Linked DNA regions of Capra hircus: region 2 is linked to region 1. Evidence: chromatin contacts called from public Hi-C data. All regions are on one chromosome and are shown on one strand. The core of a region is the stretch at or near the end of the contact, and the rest is flanking DNA. Distances in the headings are between cores, read along the strand shown.

The links. A called contact is a pair of places that touch in the nucleus more often than the background predicts.
Region 2: a contact with region 1 is called in a Hi-C map of liver, with 5 times the contacts expected there. The contact joins two enhancer-like sites. A contact is called at or near these places in 2 of 5 Hi-C or Micro-C datasets (blood and liver).

Annotation. Positions count from the first base shown.
Region 1 is chr10:34,331,920-34,337,178 of ARS1.2, forward strand. No RefSeq gene overlaps it. Among named protein-coding and RNA genes, the nearest start is that of TMEM260, 92 kb to the left of the region's middle. Within about 2 kb of position 1,737, at least 1 of the 5 cell types and tissues checked has an H3K27ac peak or open chromatin away from gene starts, as enhancers often do.
Region 2 is chr10:35,304,432-35,309,269 of ARS1.2, forward strand. All of the region lies in intron 2 of TBPL2 (TATA box-binding protein-like protein 2), which reads left to right. Among named protein-coding and RNA genes, the nearest start is that of TBPL2, 5.6 kb to the left of the region's middle. Within about 2 kb of position 2,735, at least 1 of the 5 cell types and tissues checked has an H3K27ac peak or open chromatin away from gene starts, as enhancers often do.

The sequences.
Region 1 (5,259 bases), core at 487-2,986:
TAGACTGGGAGTGGTAGAATTCCTTGGCTTTCCTGACTAAGCTATTTGGCTTTGTGGTTTCATCTTATCTATCCTTGAAGGAGAAATCCATGCTTGTTTATCACACAGTGGCTCCTTGGATGAATGAATAAATGAATGAAAGGATTCATCAAATTCTGTTTTTACTAAACGAACAGATATTTTGTATTTGTTTGGCCCTTGTCTATTTAAAAAAATATAACCTTAAGTTACATCTTCGGTTGATGTCTTGGTCTGTTTGTCACAAGGAAATGAAGTGGCAGCCAATAAAGATTTCAAATAGGCACATTTTTTTTACAGTTTTAAGAGTTTTTAATTACAGTTGATATGTGGAAGGTGGTTGTAGATCTGTGTGTTTGCAGTAGGTTGGGACTACAGCTCAGCATTATTACTTCTTGTTTGCTTCGTGGTTGCACCATAATAGTCATTAAATCAAAGTCTTAAAGACAGTTGAAGACACCAGGGCATGATATTGTCTACATGAAGATGGTTTATTGGTGCCAGAGTTCAGTCATTTTTTAATTTAAGGCAGTTTTCTGCTAGCACAGAAAAACAAGTTTTTCTAGAATCATATTTCTACTAATATAAGTAAAATTGTCTCCTGCTATACAAAGATAAAGGTTCTCACAGTTATCCAGTCATATTTATTAATATTAATAAAGTATTTATTAATATTAATTAAATCATTAGGTTTTAAAAATACTAAACTTGACTCAATAAATAGTTATAAAAATAAGAAAATAATGAAGCACCAAATAGTTACCCCAGATTGTCTTCAATCACAGGAAACCCATAATAAGGTTGTCCCCTGAGGAAAGGTTGGAAAGGATTGCATGCATAGGGATGTGAACAACATGGAGACTTGTTTTATCTTCTGTTTGTTAGTAACAGTCCATCACTGACACCGTGGATAAGATATTATATGCCTCAGGGTGTATTTATAATTTGACAGGAGCTCAATAAATTCAACGTACGGCTGTCTAAAACTGTTAAAAATTTAATGTAAACAAAATTCTATAAAATATTTTAAGTTCATGATAAAATTCTATAAACAATTCATATCTCTAGTTTGTTTCAGTTTTTGATGCATTTGTAAATCATATTCCCAAATCCATCAGAGTCTCTTTGTGCTTACATTGGGGTTCTCAATCTTGATTATGTGTTAAAATCACTTGGGGAGCTTAAAAAAATCCTGAAGTCCAGGCCAATGCTAAGAAATGATATCAGGCTCTCTTGAGGTGGGTCCTCAGTCTTCTGACCTTCATTTAGATGTAGGCAGAAGTTTGGCTGGGTCAGCAGGTGTAATCTATTAACCAAGGAGACAGATGTTCATTCACGATAAAGGGACACCAGATGTTCACTGGGCATTCCATTCCAAGAGCCATTATTTACCATCTGAAACACATTTGCCTTCATCACTTATTTCATGTCTCTTTCACCAAAGTCACCAAGAGGATTTAGTGCCCTCAAAATAGGGCAGTCTTCTATTTTGAGGGCTCTTCTGAAAAGTAAAACCTGAGAGAAATGAATAGTTCCTTGTCCTCTGTGCTCCCATTTAGCCCATTGAACTACACAAAGGTTTTTAAATAACCAGGTGATGTCTTGGGCAGGTGCCCCGTAGCCAGCATTAGTCTTTCCAAATGACCAGCCTGATCCAGCCGGTTCTCCCATTTCCCCTCTGGCTCAGAGGCTTTATTCCTATTCTGTCAGCACAGGAAATTGCTGGCAGGTATCTTCTTTCAAGCATGAGGCAGGGGAAACAAAGAGGTCATACTGCTCAGTACTTGGACTATGTTCAGCTGAGACTGGAAAATTTTCCCCAGAACAAAGCCATTCCATTTCTGATGAACCAGGCCACCCCACATAAAGGACCAATGACAGCTGCCAATTCTCAGAATGCTTCTGGGCAAAAATGAAAATGAGCAACGCTTGTAATAAAATTAGTAAAAAACACATTTTACATAGCCGCTAAACATAAAATCATTCAAATTTCTGTTCACAGACTTTATTTTTCTCAATCAGATGGCAGACTACGTTTCAAACCCTAGTTTTTCTGGGCATCCCTATTCTAAATTAATTGTTTGAAACTGGACACAAAGTTGAATGTTTATAGGAAACAAACTTATGGTTACCAAAGGTGAAGGGGGTGGGGAGGGATAAATTAGGTGTTTGGGATTAGCAGATAAAAACTACTGTATGTAAAATAGATATAAATTACTGTATTTAAAAAAAATAATTTGCTGTCCACCTGAAACTATCACACATTGTTAATAGGCTATACTCCAATATAAAATAGAAAGTTAAAAAAATAGATAAACAGCAAGGTCCTACTGTATACCTCAGGGAACTATATTCAATATCCTATAATAAACCATAATGAAAAAAGAATATAAAATGAATTACTTTGCTGTACACCAGGAAATTAACCCAATATTGTAAATCAACTATACTTCAATAAAAAAATTTTTTTTTAATTGGATGTTTAGAATCATTCACTCAGCATTTACTGAAGTGTAGTGAAGAGTAATTTGGCTAATCAAGGACCCCTTGAATTCAATAGGATTTTGTTGACAACCTAATATGTACAAAGCAGGTACTTAGAGTGAAATGGGTTCTCCGGCAGCTTCAGCACTTCCCGGTCATGCTCAGAGGGCTAATCGCCAGCTGATGATGAACTTCTTAGTCTCATGGTTTCATTTCTTAGATTATTCAATAACTTCAATTATCTGAAACCAATGCTACTGCAGACATTGTTCAGAGACTCCAAGGTATATGTTCTTTTAATAAGTCTGTATATTGCTCAAATAGCATGCAATCCTTTCAAACTTCTCCTGAGGGGACAATCCAATTTTTTTTCATCTCTCTGCCTTGCTTTATTTAAAGAGGTTAACTTTGCCATGATTCTTGGTTCTTGTTTTCTATCCTCCAGCTTCAAATATACAAAGACTCCCTGGTATTACGCAATTTCAAAGAAGACAGATTTCAAATGTGTGAATTTTCCCAAGGAATGAAATTTTTGAATATTTACTTTAAATATATAGCTAGTTTTCAGTCATAGTTTCCTTACCCAGGTCTTCACACAAAATATATCTGAGCAAATATTTCTTCATATCTTTCATTTCAGAAAAGAGGCTTTAGTACAGTCCATGGGAGTTTATTGTGTATTATAGGAGATTAAAATATAATTCCTTTGTAACTAGGCATTTATAATTTTATTAGAAATGTATATGTAAATATAAATATATATATATAGTCCTTTATATGTATAAACATATATATTATATATATATATACATATGTTTAAAGGGTTAAGATGACAACAAAAGGTAGTTTTAATAGGTGTTCCAGAAGAGAGAGACAGAGAGAGAATTGAAAGGAGGAAAATATAGAAAATTTATATTGAGTTTGGGATGGGTGTCCTCACACACAGAACTTGTCACAGAAGTCTTATCTAACTCATCTGTTTTGCAAAGGAAGGCTCTTTATAATGATGATAATGTTAATGACAACTATAATAGCTAGTATCTGGTTGAGTGTCTGTGCTCCACAAATTCTGATATAAAACAATTATTCATTCACTGTTCACATAAATCTTCACATAAAAAATTACTAAGCATTTACCATGGTGCTGGAATGTAGAAGGAAGAAGGATAGGAGAGAGCTATGCAAACAAGCAAAAAAAAAAAAACTATAATAGAGGTAGGCAGTGGATGTAACCATGGATTTCCTATTAACTGGCAAGACATTCTTGCACTTTTAGGCAAAGATAGAACACAACGGTGGGCCTTTTCATTGATAATAGAGAACTTGAAATACAATGAGATGGAGCCTTCATCACTGTGGTATTAACTTTGGTCACAAGATGGCAGCAAAGTTCAGCTAGTTCTTCAGAAGCCATTTAAATACTAGGAGAGAAGGAAATGGCTGCTTCACGGCCTTTGAAGGTTAATGGGTAAGTTGGAGAAAGATTGTCTTGGTGGTTACACATAGACTTTATTTTCTGATCCTTTATCACAATATTTATTGACTATTGAAGATATCACAAGTTTAATAATATAAGCCAAGTCACAATATTAAAGTTACATTTATTTACTCATTTGTTAATTTACAAATGTAAACAGCCAATAGTTCCCGAAATGTTTCAGTGTCTCCTAGGAACTAGCATTGTGCTGAGGGCTGATAACTCTTGACAGCAAAAACAGACACTATCCCATCACTCTTAGAGGCCAGTGCAGGGCAGACATTAAAAAGGTTAAGCACAGAAATGTGCTTATAATTTCCCACAGAATATAAGCCCATTACAGCAGGGATTTTTGTCTGTTTAGTTCCCTAATGGATCTCAAGTGCCTGGAACAGTGCCTGTCACCAAGTAAAGTGCTCAGGAAAGGGTGGTTGACGGAGGAAGGAGTGTAATTACAGATCTGAGCTATGTGTCTCCAGGTCATCACCCTATGCTCATGTTGAACAAAGGAACATGGTCTGGTGTTGAGGAAATGATGCTTGTGGCGAGCTCTGGAGGATGAGCAGGAGGTGAGGAGGTGGTTGGGGAGTCCCCTGGCATAGACAAGACCATGGGTGAAAATTGCCAACATCTGCTGGATCATCGAAAAAGCAAGAGAGCTCCAGAAAAACATCTATTTCTGCTTTATTGACTATGCCAAAGCCTTTGACTGTGTGGATCACAATAAACTGTGGAAAATTCTGAAACAGATAGGAATACCAGATCACCTGATCTGCCTCTTGAGAAACCTGTATGCAGATCAGGAAGCAGCAGTTAGAACTGGACATGGAACAACAGACTGGTTCCAAATAGGAAAAGGAGTACGTCAAGGCTGTATATTGTCACCCTGCTTATTTAACTTATATGTAGAGTACATCATGAGAAATGCTGGGCTGGAAGAAGCACAAGCTGGAACCAAGATTGCTGGGAGAAGTATCAATAACCTCAGATATGCAGATGACAACACTCTAAGGGCAGAAAGTGAAGAAGAACGAAAGAGCCTCTTGATGAAGGTGAAAGAGGAGAGTGAAAAAGTTGGCTTAAAGCTCAACAGTCAGAAAACAAAGATCATGGCATCTGGTCCCATCACTTCAGGGGAAATAGATGGGGAAACAGTGGAAACAGTGGCTGAGTATTTTTCTGGGCTCCAAAATCACTGCAGATGGTGATTGCAGCCATGAAATTAAAAGACGCTTACTCCTTGGAAGGAAAGTTATGACCAAAATAGACAGCATATTAAA
Region 2 (4,838 bases), core at 1,485-3,984, 970 kb after region 1:
ATTCTTACCTGGAAATTTCCATGGACAGAGGAACCTGGAGGGCTACAGTCCATGGGGTTGCAAACAGCTGGACATGACTGAAGTAACTGTATACATACATATTATCTCTTGCTTTTAGGTGGTAGTGATAAAGAAATCGCCTACCAGTGAGAAGATGCAAAGAGATGTGGGTTCGATCCCTGAGTTGGGAAGATCCCCTGGAAAAGGAAAAGGCAACCCACTCCAGTATTCTTGCCTGGAAAATTCCATGGACAGAGGAGCCTGGAGGGCTACCCTGCGTGGGTCGCAAAGAGTCAGACACGACTGAGTACACACTCACACATCACCTCTTGCCAGCTCAGGGATACCTTAATTTTCCTAATTAATTTTCCTCATTGCTCAGCAAATAAAATCTAGATTTCTTAACCTGAAATTCACCACCCTCCATCATATGATATGACCTCCATCTTCAATACCCTGTTCCCTTTCAGGATCTTTATGCTTCAACCAAACTGAAAGAGACACACACTCACATCTCTGTATTTTTCCACTTCAGTGTCTTAGCTTGAGCTGTTGTTTCCCAGCGATTCTCACATACCCTTTGTATTCATTTCCCAGGGCTGCCACAATAAATTATCACAAACTGGGTGGCTTTAAACAAGAGAAATTTATTCTCTCACAATCCTGGAAGCCATGAGTCCAAAATCAAGGTGCTGGCAGGACTGGTCCTCTCAGGAACAATCTGTTTCATCCTCTCTCCTAGTGTTTGGTGGCTGCCAGCACCCCTGAATTAGGACTGCCAATCTCTGTCTTCATCGCCTCATGGCCTTCTCCCTGTGTGTCAGGGTCTCCAATCTCCCCCTGCCTTTCTCTTAAAAGGGCACTTGTCATAGGATTTAGGGCCCCCCCAAAATCCAGGATGATCTCATCTCAAGCTCCTTATCTGGATTACACCTACAGTAACTCTTTTTCCAAATAGTCACATTCCCAGTTTGGAAGAGGATGTGTCTTTTTTGGGGCCACAATTCAACCCTCTGTGGGCTAAGTCGCTTCAGTCGTGTCCGACTCCATGACCCTATGGACTGCAGCCCACCAAGGTCCTCTGTCCATGGGGATTTTCCAGGCAAAAGTAATAGAGTGGGTTGCCAACCCTCCTCCAGGGAAGCTTTCCAACTGAGGGGTTGAACCAGCAGTGGGTTCTTTACCACTAGCACCACCTGGGAAGCCCATTCAACCCCTCTATGTTCTTCAATACTTTGCTTTAACGCTGCTTCCTCTGTGAAGAATGCCCTGATGGCAATACACAGGAAGTAATCCTTCCCTGTTACAAACTATCAAGACACTTCACTAAATCCTCCTTGGTATTATTGCATGCTTGTATGCAGGATTCATTTTTGTGTGAGTTATTTCACAAAAAGTAACTTCCAAGTAACTCACACTAAGATGAGTCCTGCATACACGCATGCAATAACACCAAGAAGGATTTAGTTAAGTTGCAGGCAGATTCTTTACGTCTGAACCACCAGGGAAGTCCAAGAATACTGTAGTAGGTTGCCATTCTCTTCTCCAGGGGATGTTCCCAACTCATGGATCGAATCCAGGTATCCTGCATTACAGGCAGATTCTTTATCATTTTAGACACCAAGAAAGCCCCTTACTTTCACAGACCTCAGTTTCCTCATCTTTGAAATTGAGATGATACTTACATTTTCTTATAGCACTGTTTTGATTTAAAACAAAACAAAACTTTTTTTAGTCACATGGCATGCAGGATCTTAGTTCCCCACCAGGGATGGAACCCATACCCCTTGCAGTGAAAGCATGGCATCTTAACCACTGGACCACCAGGGAAGTCCAAATAAAAAGACACTGAAGGGGCCTTAAAGCAGAGCCTGGAAACAGTAAAATATCAGTAAGTGTTATTATTATTATTATCTTTATTGTGGTGGATTTTGTCATTTTCCCTAATTTTGAAAGTTCCTTAAAGACAGACATCTCTGTATCCTCCATGGCATCTAAGATGTGTCTTGCACAGAGTAAAGAATATTGGGGGAAAATGACAGATAAGTTGCCTTGAAATAAAAAAGTCATCACAGAGACACATTTGGAAATGTTATGAAGGGGTGAGTGCTCTATCAGCCCCCCGTCAGCAGTGAAGTGCTCAGTTCAGTTCAGTCGCTCAGTTGTGTCCGACTCTTTGCGATCCCATGAATTGCAGCACGCCAGGCCTCCCTGTCCATCACCAACTCCCAGAGTTCACTCAGACTCACGTCCATCGAGTCAGTGATGCCATCCAGCCATCTCATCCTCGGTCCTCCCCTTCTCCTCCTGCCCCCAATCCCTCCCAGCATCAGAGTCTTTTCCAATGAGTCAACTCTTCGCATGAGGTGGCCAAAGTACTGGAGCTTCAGCTTTAGCATCATTCCCTCCAAAGAAATCCCAGGGTTGATCTCCTTCAGAATGGACTGGTTGGATCTCCTTGCAGTCCAAGGGCCTCTCAAGAGTCTTCTCCAACACCACAGTTCAAAAGCACCAATTCTTCGGTGCTCAGCCTTCTTCACAGTCCAACCCTCACAACCATACATGACCACAGGAAAAATCATAGCCTTGACTAGACGGACCTTAGTCGGCAAAGTAATGTCTCTGCTTTTGAATATGCTATCTAGGTTGATCATAGCTTTTCTTCCAAGGAGTAAACGCCCAAGTCTTCCCCAAAGGTGGGGAGTCTCTTCTTGGCCACTCCCAGGACCTTTCTGCCAGCAGCTACTCCCTTTGACTTACAAGAAGCACAACTGGGAGGTCTGTCACTCAGTGGCCCTTCTGAGTGAGCCAGCATGTCCAAGGAGAATCCATTTTCATAAAGAACATCATCTGTGGATTTGTCATCATGGTAATTATATTTTATCATTCTCATTGTACCTCTTAGTATTGATGTGACTCTGAAATAGAAGGGAAGAAAGGGGGTGGGGAGAGGCTGGCTCCTGGTTTAAGGGAAAAGTGACTCAGTAGCCCTAAGCAGCCTCTTCAGAACTGGGTAGGTGTGCTGACTCACCTCCCAAAGGCTGCTCCCCTCAAGGGCCTCTCAGGAATGTGGAAACCTTCACTGCCCTGCTCGCTCTCTCTACACACTATACTCTCCCCCTTGTGATCCCATGGGCTATTTCTAAAGGGTCAAGGCTCTTAAGAAATGGTTCCTTTTCTTTTGTTTTAGAATACTCTAAAGTTTTCTAAAAGATGTTCACCATTAGACGTGAGGGCTGGCAGTCACTGCCACTTGGCTGCAGATAATATTCCTGGTAACCCTACCATCATTGACTGGGCACTTAGTAAGCACCAGGAACTGTGTTCTACTGATTATTGCTTGTAATCCTCACCACAAATCTAAGAGAAACCTGTGATTAGCTCCATTTCACAGGGGAGAAACTTCAGGCTTATAGATAGTAAATAACACCTGCAACCACAATCCTTGTGCATGATGAAACTAAGATTCCAACTGGATCTAACTGCCAAGTTCAGACTGAACCACCGAACACTACCACCTCCTAATATGTATCCACATAGTCCTCTCTTCCAAGCAGAGAACAAAAACAATCTTCTTGCATTTCCCAGGTTAGAAATACTGACCCTTCACAGGTGGGTAAACAGCTGCAGTCTCAGAAGTTTACCTGATTTCGCATAAGAAATATAAACACATTTTAAGTTTCCTTAGAATATGTATCAGAATTAAAATTTTAAATGTTAATTCTGGAGGCAGGAAAGATAGTGTTGGAGAGTCATTCCCAACTTGCCTCTAATTATACAATATGCAAGCACAGGCATGTGCAAAGATTCATATTTTAGCAAGGTGTGTACAAAGCGTAGGTGAAAGAGAAGACAGAAGCGGAAACCCTTATACATATTTTGCCAAGCAGATGCCGGAAAACCTGATCTGCTGTGCCCGGTAGGGCAGGTAGAGCAGACTTCTGGGATGAGGTTTCCCTGGATGCATTCAGTTCGGGAAATGATAAATCAACTCCATCCTGCCCAGAATCAGTGCTGATTGATGCAGTTCTGTTTCCATGTAACAACTGCCAAAACTATGCTCATACATAACACTTGCTATCTACAGGCTTAAAAGTAATGTATTCTTTATCGTAGAAACTCTCTAATGGTACATATCAGTTCAGTTCAGTTCAGTCGCTCAGTCGTGTCTGACTTTTTGCGACCCCATGAATCACAGCATGCCAGGCCTCCCTGTCCATCACCATCTCCCAGAGTTCACTCAGACTCACGTCCATCGAGTCCGTGATGCTATCCAACCATCTCATCCTCGGTCGTCCCCTTCTCCTGCCCTCAATCCCTCCCAGCATCAGAGTCTTTTCCAATGAGTCAACTCTTCACATGAGGTGGCCAAAGTACTGGAGTTTCAGCTTTAGCATCATTCCTTCCAAAGAAATCCCAGGGTTGATCTCCTTCAGAATGGACTGGTTGGATCTCCTAATGAGGATGAATCAAAAAGAGAAGAGAACTTGTGAAATTTTAACTTTTTCATTTTACAAGAAATTGAGCCATTTTTCTGCAAAAATTAAAACACACAAGTCTTCTTTTCATGCGGAGCACAGTGTCACCTGAGAAGGAAAGCACTGGCATTATCAGGGAAGCACTGTGGAGCGGTTACCATGCAAAATTTGCCATGGACTGAGAGCGGGGAGCCAACGCTGTGGTTACTAAGAAGGTTATTTGTGACTTTGCTTCAGAGCCTTCTTGATTAAGTCCTAACCCAGGCTCTTTCCCAGACGCTGACTCTTATGCTCCAAATCCACTGAAAAGGGAAAGGATGACTTATTGCAGGATATTTTTATTTCAAATAATTACTGAAA